2 separate regions of the Hordeum vulgare genome follow, and region 2 is linked to region 1. A link is a contact called in public Hi-C data. All regions are on one chromosome and are shown on one strand. The core of a region is the stretch at or near the end of the contact, and the rest is flanking DNA. Distances in the headings are between cores, read along the strand shown.

Region 1 (4,112 bases), core at 834-3,333:
CGTGACCAGTGGTCCCTTCGTGGTTCGACGGGGAGATCGCGTTGCACAAAGAGCAGAAAACCACGAGGCAACACGACGATGGGACTCAAGACGTTTACCTAGATTCGGGTCGTTGAGAAGCGTAAAACCCTACTCCTGCTTTGGGGGATTGATTGGGGGAAGACGGAGCTCGCACACCGTTATGTCCCGGCAAGGATTGCCGTGGAAAGCTACTACGTGCGTACAAATGTCCTTGGATCCGAATCCCTGCGGTCAGAATCATGTACTAGGTTGCCTTAGGCCTCCTTTTATAGCTTAAAGGGCGTCCACAGTGGGAAACAAAAATGATTAGATAGCTAACAATGCTATCATATCTAACTCTGACATTCAAGACAAAATGCCATAAATGCATCCTTAGGTGGCGTGCGGCCGCGCATCCCCGACAAGCTCCTGCCACCGCTCAGCTGACTATTGCTTGGTGTCTTGACATGCCTTTGGACGGGTGCCAACTGGTCGTACTCTGTCTTCCGGCGCTTTGCCACGTGCACAACGAGAGCCACTTAGCCATTGGGGAGCTCGACACCTCATCGATAAGTGACTGGTGTGGCGATGAGGTGGAGCGGTGGCAAATTGGCTCGCGCTTGCTGGAGGGATGATTTGTCGGGTCTTCTTGAGGATGACTGTGCCTTGTTCCCCGACAATTGTCGGGAGTTCTTGACGTGTCTTGGCCCCGTCCTGGGTTGTTGTGTAGGTCTTACCGAACTCTGGTTTCAGATACTTGCTTGGGTTGATGGTTGCCTTCGATGGATTATGCTCGTAACACGTGTACACAAGTGAGGGCACTCATTACCCCATTACTAGTGCACCGACATTTTTATAAGAAAATATGATATATCTTTGACGTACTTTTGAAAAAAAAAATACTTTACTTTTTGAGGTAGTACGCGCGATGCGTTGTACGATATGAAAACCAATTAAGACGTACTCTGTATCATAATATAAAATCATTTTTTATATTAGATACATCTTTGACATACTCTTGAAAAATAGGGTTTACTTTTTAAGGTCGTACTACCTCCGTCCAAGTGTATAGGGCATGCACATAATTCTAGATTGTTTATTTAACTAACTAAATATATATTATATGCGATAAAAATTACATATTCAGAAACTACATCCCCGCATGAATCTAATGATATATTATTTATTACATATAATACATATTTAAGTAGTTCAATTAACGACCTAGAACTACGCGCATGCCCTATACACCCGGACGGAGGGAGTACGCTAGATGCGTTTGTACGATATGGAAACCAATTAAGACGGCTGTCTCCATCCCATAATAGAAAAAGTTTTTTTAAAGGGACGACTGGCTCTCAGTCTTCACAAAGGCATTTTTTTGAAAATAAATCAAAATTCAAATATTTTGGTTTTAAAAAAGACCTGAAAATATTTGTTCAAGTAAACAAGGATGTTATATGTATGTGTGTAAAATTTCACGATAAAAAACGATGAAGTGCGACCTGTACAAAAGAATTATGGTCCGAAAGGATAAATAGGATCATATGTTAAAAAGCCTCGGATTTGTTCTTTTTTGCACAACCCTCGTTTCAACTTATTTTGTCCTGAAAACTCACGCACACGTGTGTTATGACTTCATTTATATCTGTGTTCTTTCCAGATTTTTTTCGAAATGCAGAAAATACAAAATTTGACGAATTTGAATTTTGTAGAACCGAGCTCCATGGGGCCTCCAAAGACAACATTTTTTTTTCCTGGACATGAACAGCCCATCATTTTATGGTTTGATTGAATCAATAACTGCTGTGTGGGCGGTGCCTAATCTACGTCAGGTTTCTTACTCCACGTCAGGCCTGAGTGATCGTATCATCTGCCCCTACCCTACGTCATTTTTTCTTTGAGCGAACTCTACGTCAGGTTTGTATACGGGGTGTTTGCCTTTTAGCTTTTATTTTAGCTTTGCAATGCAATGGGCCCGTATATACAGTAATAATGCACCAGCCTGGTTGGTGGATGGCTCGTACCGCGGCCCGGCCCATTGCGAGTCTCCCCCCGCAGCCCGCACCGCACGCAATATCTGCGTGAGTAACTCTCCCCACCCACCCCCTCCGTCCGCTGCCACACACGGACACACCCACAATATCTAGGTTATCCTCTTCCGTCTGCCGCCGCCAGACCCTTCCCCCCCCCCCTGCCGGCGTGACCTCATGCCCCCCCCACACTCGCGCGTAGCCGGCGTGACCTCATGCCCCTCCCCCCTCGCGCGTAGCCGGCGTGACCTCATGCCCCTCCCCCCTCTCTCTGCGCGCAGGGTGGATGGCAGCGGCGGCAAGGAAAGTTACTGGCGCCGCGACCTCAGGCCGATCCCATCTAGATCGGCCGCACGGAGGGCAGCGCCGAGCTGCGACGGGCGGCAGAAGAATAGGAGGCGCCAAGATCCGGTGAATCCCCTGGCAAAAGCTGGCGAACAGGCCTGATTTCACCAGATCTGTGGCTTACTTTTGCCTGCCATCTTTATCTGGGAAAAGAAAGGGATGACGAGCTGCCATAGGTTTGTTTTTCCCTTGGACAATTGTTTCATTGAATCAGGCCGTGCTTTTTTCCTCTCTCGATCCCGTCTAACCGTTTTGACAGTGCAGGGACCAGCAATCCGAGAAGGCGGATCCACAGGCTCCTTCACGGCAAGGCTGCCGCTGAGGGCTGTGTCGACACTTTCAGTCTTGTATTTTAAGATGTACTCCGTCCGTCCCACAATATAAAGACGCTTTTGCAAGCTATGTTATTAGCTTGCTAAAACGTCTTATATTGATTTTTTTTTTGTAGTTTGAGTCTTGTATTTTAAGATGTAGTGTTTAAAGAAGATCTGTCCTGCCGCTATTATGGCATGATCTTTCGGCTGTTATTATTATTTTTCCTTTTTTCTTTGTAGTGTTTGAATCTATTAACAAAAAAACAGCTAACCACGTTAGCTTTTGTAGTAAGGGATTAAGATTGTTGGTTCTTAAAATAATATATCATGCGGAGTGTTATTTACAGCAACATAATACTTTGATTTTTTTTGTTATGAAATATATAATGTTATTTTGTTGATGGATTTATATGAAGTTTGATGTTCTCCAATGATAACATGAGAATACAGTACCATAACATTTTCTTTATTATGATATATATAGTGCTATTTTGTTGATTATTTTTTGTTAACTCTGAAGTAACCAAATGGAAATACAGTGATATAGCATGATCTTTGGATTATTATTTTCTTATCGTTATCTTGGACGTTTTTGCAGTTTAGATTAAACTCAACAACATCCTACATTGGCATTATGGTTGGCATATAATGCGTTTGGCAAGTATGATGGCAACGTCCTACATTGGCATTGATAAAGTATTAAGATCTTTTTTCTATAGATGATATAGATTGTTGTAGTCTTCTCTTCTAGTATGATGGCAAGTTATAGTCTAATGTGGCTGAAAGTTAATAACTTCCATAGCAGCTGAGATAATGAACCAGAATAACCAGTCACACATTGGCATTATGGTTGGCATATAATGCGTTTGGCTTCTAGAGGTGAACTTTCAACACATTGGAATATGTACTTTCGGCACACCCTTTGCAGAAGCCCAACGCCACTGTCTCTAGTTTAAAAGGTGTCATTTAGCATATGGGTACGTAAGTTCTTAAATACAACAAACTAAATTGTTTTCATTGATGCTGCAGATTCATTGTGCAGGATGATGAATATATGAATTGAGAAGGTGAAGTTCTACTCCAAACTTCTCATAACATACTTATCTCTGGTTGATGCAAAATGGCTACTAAACCACCATATGATTTTCTTGCCAAAGTAACAACATTGAGACCCATAATACCTGGTAGTTTGAGTTTGAAGTTCGTTTGAAACAAAGCACCAGAGAGTTATGTAACCACCATTCACGCAGTCTCACCTAATAACAACATTTTTTTTTACCTTCAAGAGCCCAATCTATGCATACCGCCTATAAGGAGCATCTTACATGCATGGAATCAGAAAGAGCTTGTAGATAAATTGGGCTTCGCTGTCTCAAATGTAGTCTCAAGTATTAAACTATTAAGTATTACTAGTACTACA
Region 2 (4,112 bases), core at 890-3,389, 340 kb after region 1:
ACAGATGAGAAGAACTGGCAAATGATTTGGAAAGTTAATGCTCCGGGTAAGATGAAAATCCATTTATGGAGATTTGCTCACGACTGCCTTCCAAGTGGTGTTCAGCTCTGCCGACGCCATGTTTCTACAAGTGATGCATGTATTTTCTGTGGGAGGGAGGAGGATGTGGAGCACGCCTTTCTTCAGTGTCCATTCGCACAGGAAGTATGGAGGCTAGTCAAGGAGACATTCAGTATTCGGCTCAACCGTCGTGATTTCATGGCCCCTAAATATTGGGTGTTTGAGTTCCTGTCACATGCGACTGAGCTGGAAGCTACTGTGCTAACGGTTGGAGCTTGGCATATTTGGGATGCACGAAACGATGCACGTAATAACCGATGCACTCCAGAGCCGAAGCACACAAGTATGAAGATCACTGCTTTTGTTCATATGATTGTGCAACACTGCTTCAAATCAAAAGCCGGCACTAGGCGTGAGCCAGTTCAGCAGCAGAGATGGACTCCGCCACCGTCGAGTGTGATTATGGTGAACGTGGACGCAGCTCTGTTCCCAGACTGTCGTCGGATGGCCATGGGAGCAGTATTTCGGGATCATTCCGGACGCTGCCTCGCCGCGGCCAGTGAGCCACTAATTGGCTTTACGTCGCCGGAGATTGCCGAGGCCCTTGCTCTCCGGCGGGCTGTGACCATTGCAGACGCAAAAGGTTTTGAGAGGGTGATCTTCGCATCTGACTGCTTGTCGTTGATTCAGCGGCTTCAGTCTTCCAAACCAGACCGTTCAATGGTGGGTTCTGTAATGATGGACATCAAGCACATGGTATCAAGCTTTTCATCAGCTACCTTCAGGCATGTCCGACGTAATCTGAATGAAGCGGCACATCTTATGGCTAGGACTTATGATCTGCATAGCCTAGGTTTTATTTCTGACTTTGCTCCAGATGGTATCCGGGAGACTCTTTGTATTGATGTTATGTGATCAATAAAGTGCCGTGTTCTCTCAAAAAAAAAAAACTCGGCAGATCGGACAAGACTCAGCACTGGTAACGGGAGCACGGGAGACTTGCAGCTGCAGCGGCTAAACGCAATTTGTACGCGTAGGTGCGTACGGACTGAACTCCTATCGGTCTAGGGTGCCTTGCTCGATCTGGCGTCGGATCGCCGGATCGCGGGCCGGCGGCAGCGCACACGACCCTGAAACCCTAGCTCTCCTCTCAATCTCGTATACTAAACCATAACTCTGTATTTAGATAAAACGAGATTAACGAGACACAAGAGACAGGGATTTTACGTGAAAACTCTTGCAAGAGAAAATCACGGACGCACGAAGGCGCAATTACTATGAGGGTGAAGTATTACAAGCACGAGACGACATAGCGTCTTTAGGTGCGACTACATGGAGTATATATGAGGGGCAATACATGAGAGTCCTTGGAGGGCAAGTAAATGAGTTGTACTCGTACGCCTCGGTACCAACGCAAAGGCCCACACCTTTCTTCCTACGTCTAGTCCAATACGGTAGAATTTGGATCACAATTTAACAACAGGTGCCACTTAACGTGCATTTTTGTTAATTGCCGCATGTGGCGTTCGAACTAGGCCGGCCCATCTAGGCGCTTGTGATGCTTTTTTTTCAAGATTCTATGAATTTATTTCAATATTGATAAACTTTTTTTGAATTTCAACAAATACTTTTTAAGATTGATGAATTTTTTTGAATATCAATGAACTTTTTTGCAATTTGATGAACATCATTTTAAAAATGGATAAACTTTTATAATATATATGAACTTATTTTTTAGTTCAATAATTTCTTTTTAAAAAAATACATGAACTTTTTTTATTTTTATGAACTACTTTCAAATTTATGGAACTTTTAAAAAAATTAATGAACTTTTTCTAAATTGATGAACTTATTTTCTTTTTAATGAACTTTATTTCAAATTGATAAACTTTTTTCAACATTGATGAACCTTTTTTAGAGATATGTACTTTTTTCGAACGGATGAATATTTTTTTAAATCTGTAACCAATTTTTATTATATATTTTTTTTCATAACAACAAAAAATTAAAAAAATGGACAACACACTAGTGGGTCGGCCCATGCTAGCAGCGTTGCAGGCGCCGGATTGTTAACGGGTGCCTGCAGCACTGCATACGAGCTCTCCAAGCCACTCCCGTCTAGGAAACTAAACTTTTGCATGCACAGCCAGGTCCGACGACCCGACCCAAATAACCAGGGTAGGATCAAGCTTGGGCCATAATTTGTAGGCCAGTGCAATATTTTGTCTTTGATTTTCAGTTTAAAATTATCTCGACCCAACGCAAAAGGGTTAGAATTTACGGGAGTTTGCACATATGTTGTGCCTAGAACCATACAAGTGGAGGCCCATCCCAACAATCCACTAAACCAGGACCATACCTTTCCTTAAAAAACCAAGACCATGCATGCCTTAATGGAAAACTATTGCAATGCTTGGGATCAAAGGATAAATCTTGCAAAATCCTTGGTTTTCTTCAGTAAGGGTTGCCCATCCTCTTTAAAAACTGAGGTAAAGAATGCTTTGAATATTGCAAATGCCATCTGACGTGGACTGTAAGAATGGCTCTTTCAAGTTTCTAAAGGACCGTGTATGGAACAAGGTCAAGGGATGGATGGAAAAGCTTCTGTCAGTGGGAGGAAAGGAAGTTCTCATAAAATCAGTGGCACATGCAATTCCAGTCTACTCCATGTCATGTTTCAGACTACCCTGTGGTCTCTCCAAACACATTAACTCGTTGATTATAGAAAGTACTAGTGGGGCAGCAAGGAGGGAAATGGAAGCCTAGTTGGGTCTCTTGGAGCACGATGACACAACCGAAATATTGTGGAGGCTTGGGGTTCTCAGATATTGAGTTGTTTAATCTTGCTCTCCTGGCAAGACATGCATGGCGGATCTTGACGGACCCAGAGTCACTTAGTGCACGCACTCATGGCGAACTAGGCTCAGCCCCTTCCCAGATATGGCGAGCCATCATTGATGGCCGCGAGGTGCTCACGTAGGGGCTGATCCAGCGGATAGGTAATGGTCAAACGACGAGCATCTGGCAACACAACTAGCTGCCGAGGCCCTCAAACATGACGCCAATTGTGAGTAGAGTGGTGATGCCTCCTCAGATGGTGAACGAGCTAATTTTGCCTAGTGCAGAATGGAACCGGGTCTTGATCGACGAAGTTTTCCTGCCAACAGACGCCGCTAAAATTTATTATATCCCTCTGTGTACACGGAATATTGAGGATTTCTAGTCATGGATGCATGAAAAACGAGGTGTGTTCTCAGTTCGGTCTGCTTACCGCATGCTAGTAGATACCAAGATGAGGAGAGAGGCTTGGTTGAAAGGGAGAGCTGATTTTTCGAACATTGATAGAGAAAAACAGTCATGGGAGATGATGTGGAAGGTGGATGTCCCCTCAAAGCTGAAAATATTTTTATGGAGATTAGCTCATCAATCTATCCCAACAGCGGACGTGTTGCATCATCGGAACATGTCTACTTCTACATGTTGTGGCATATGTGGAGCCGAGGATTCTTGGCAACATTCTTTGCTTCACCGCACAGTCGCCAGATGCGTATGGGCACTTCACGATCAGGATCTAGTGGAGGCGTTGAACACCACTACGGAACCGGATGCAAACCAGTGGTTATTCACGATCTAGGACATGCTTTCCTTACAAGAATTAATCTTGGTAATTGTAACCCTGTGGGCACTTTGGTATGCGAGACGTCAGGCGCTCCATGAACATATTTTTCAGAGACCTCTATCTACATACAATTTCATCTTGAAGTATATCCGGGAACTAGAGGAGTGCAGTCCGAAGAAAGCCACGAGGGGATCTCGAACGGTAGCACCAGTGCAGCCAAGATGGATACCTCCACCATAAGAAATTGCAAAAATTCGAGTTAACGGGGCTGCCTCCAGAGATGGTAATTTCGGTTCTTTCAATGCAGTTTGCAGAAACTCTTCAGGAACATACTTGGACGCTCCAGTTATCAAGATCAATGGAGTGATGGATCCGGCGATGCTAGAAGCGTTGGTGTGTCGCGAGGCTCTTACTCTCGATATTGACCTAGACC

What was found. Hi-C and Micro-C count contacts between places; a contact is called where the count stands out from the background.
Region 2: a Hi-C map of leaf shows a contact between it and region 1, with 3 times the contacts expected there. The contact joins two enhancer-like sites. A contact is called at or near these places in 1 of 6 Hi-C or Micro-C datasets (leaf) and 1 of 1 datasets of contacts at active chromatin or transcription factors (embryo).

The regions. Positions count from the first base shown.
Region 1 is chr6H:541,662,423-541,666,534 of MorexV3_pseudomolecules_assembly, forward strand. No RefSeq gene overlaps it. Among protein-coding and RNA genes, the nearest start is that of LOC123404015, 65 kb to the left of the region's middle. Within about 2 kb of position 2,084, at least 3 of the 3 cell types and tissues checked have open chromatin away from gene starts, as enhancers often do. A contact at or near this core is called in leaf, where this site is marked.
Region 2 is chr6H:542,003,587-542,007,698 of MorexV3_pseudomolecules_assembly, forward strand. No RefSeq gene overlaps it. Among protein-coding and RNA genes, the nearest start is that of LOC123406441, 3.7 kb to the right of the region's middle. Within about 2 kb of position 2,140, at least 2 of the 3 cell types and tissues checked have open chromatin away from gene starts, as enhancers often do. A contact at or near this core is called in leaf, where this site is marked.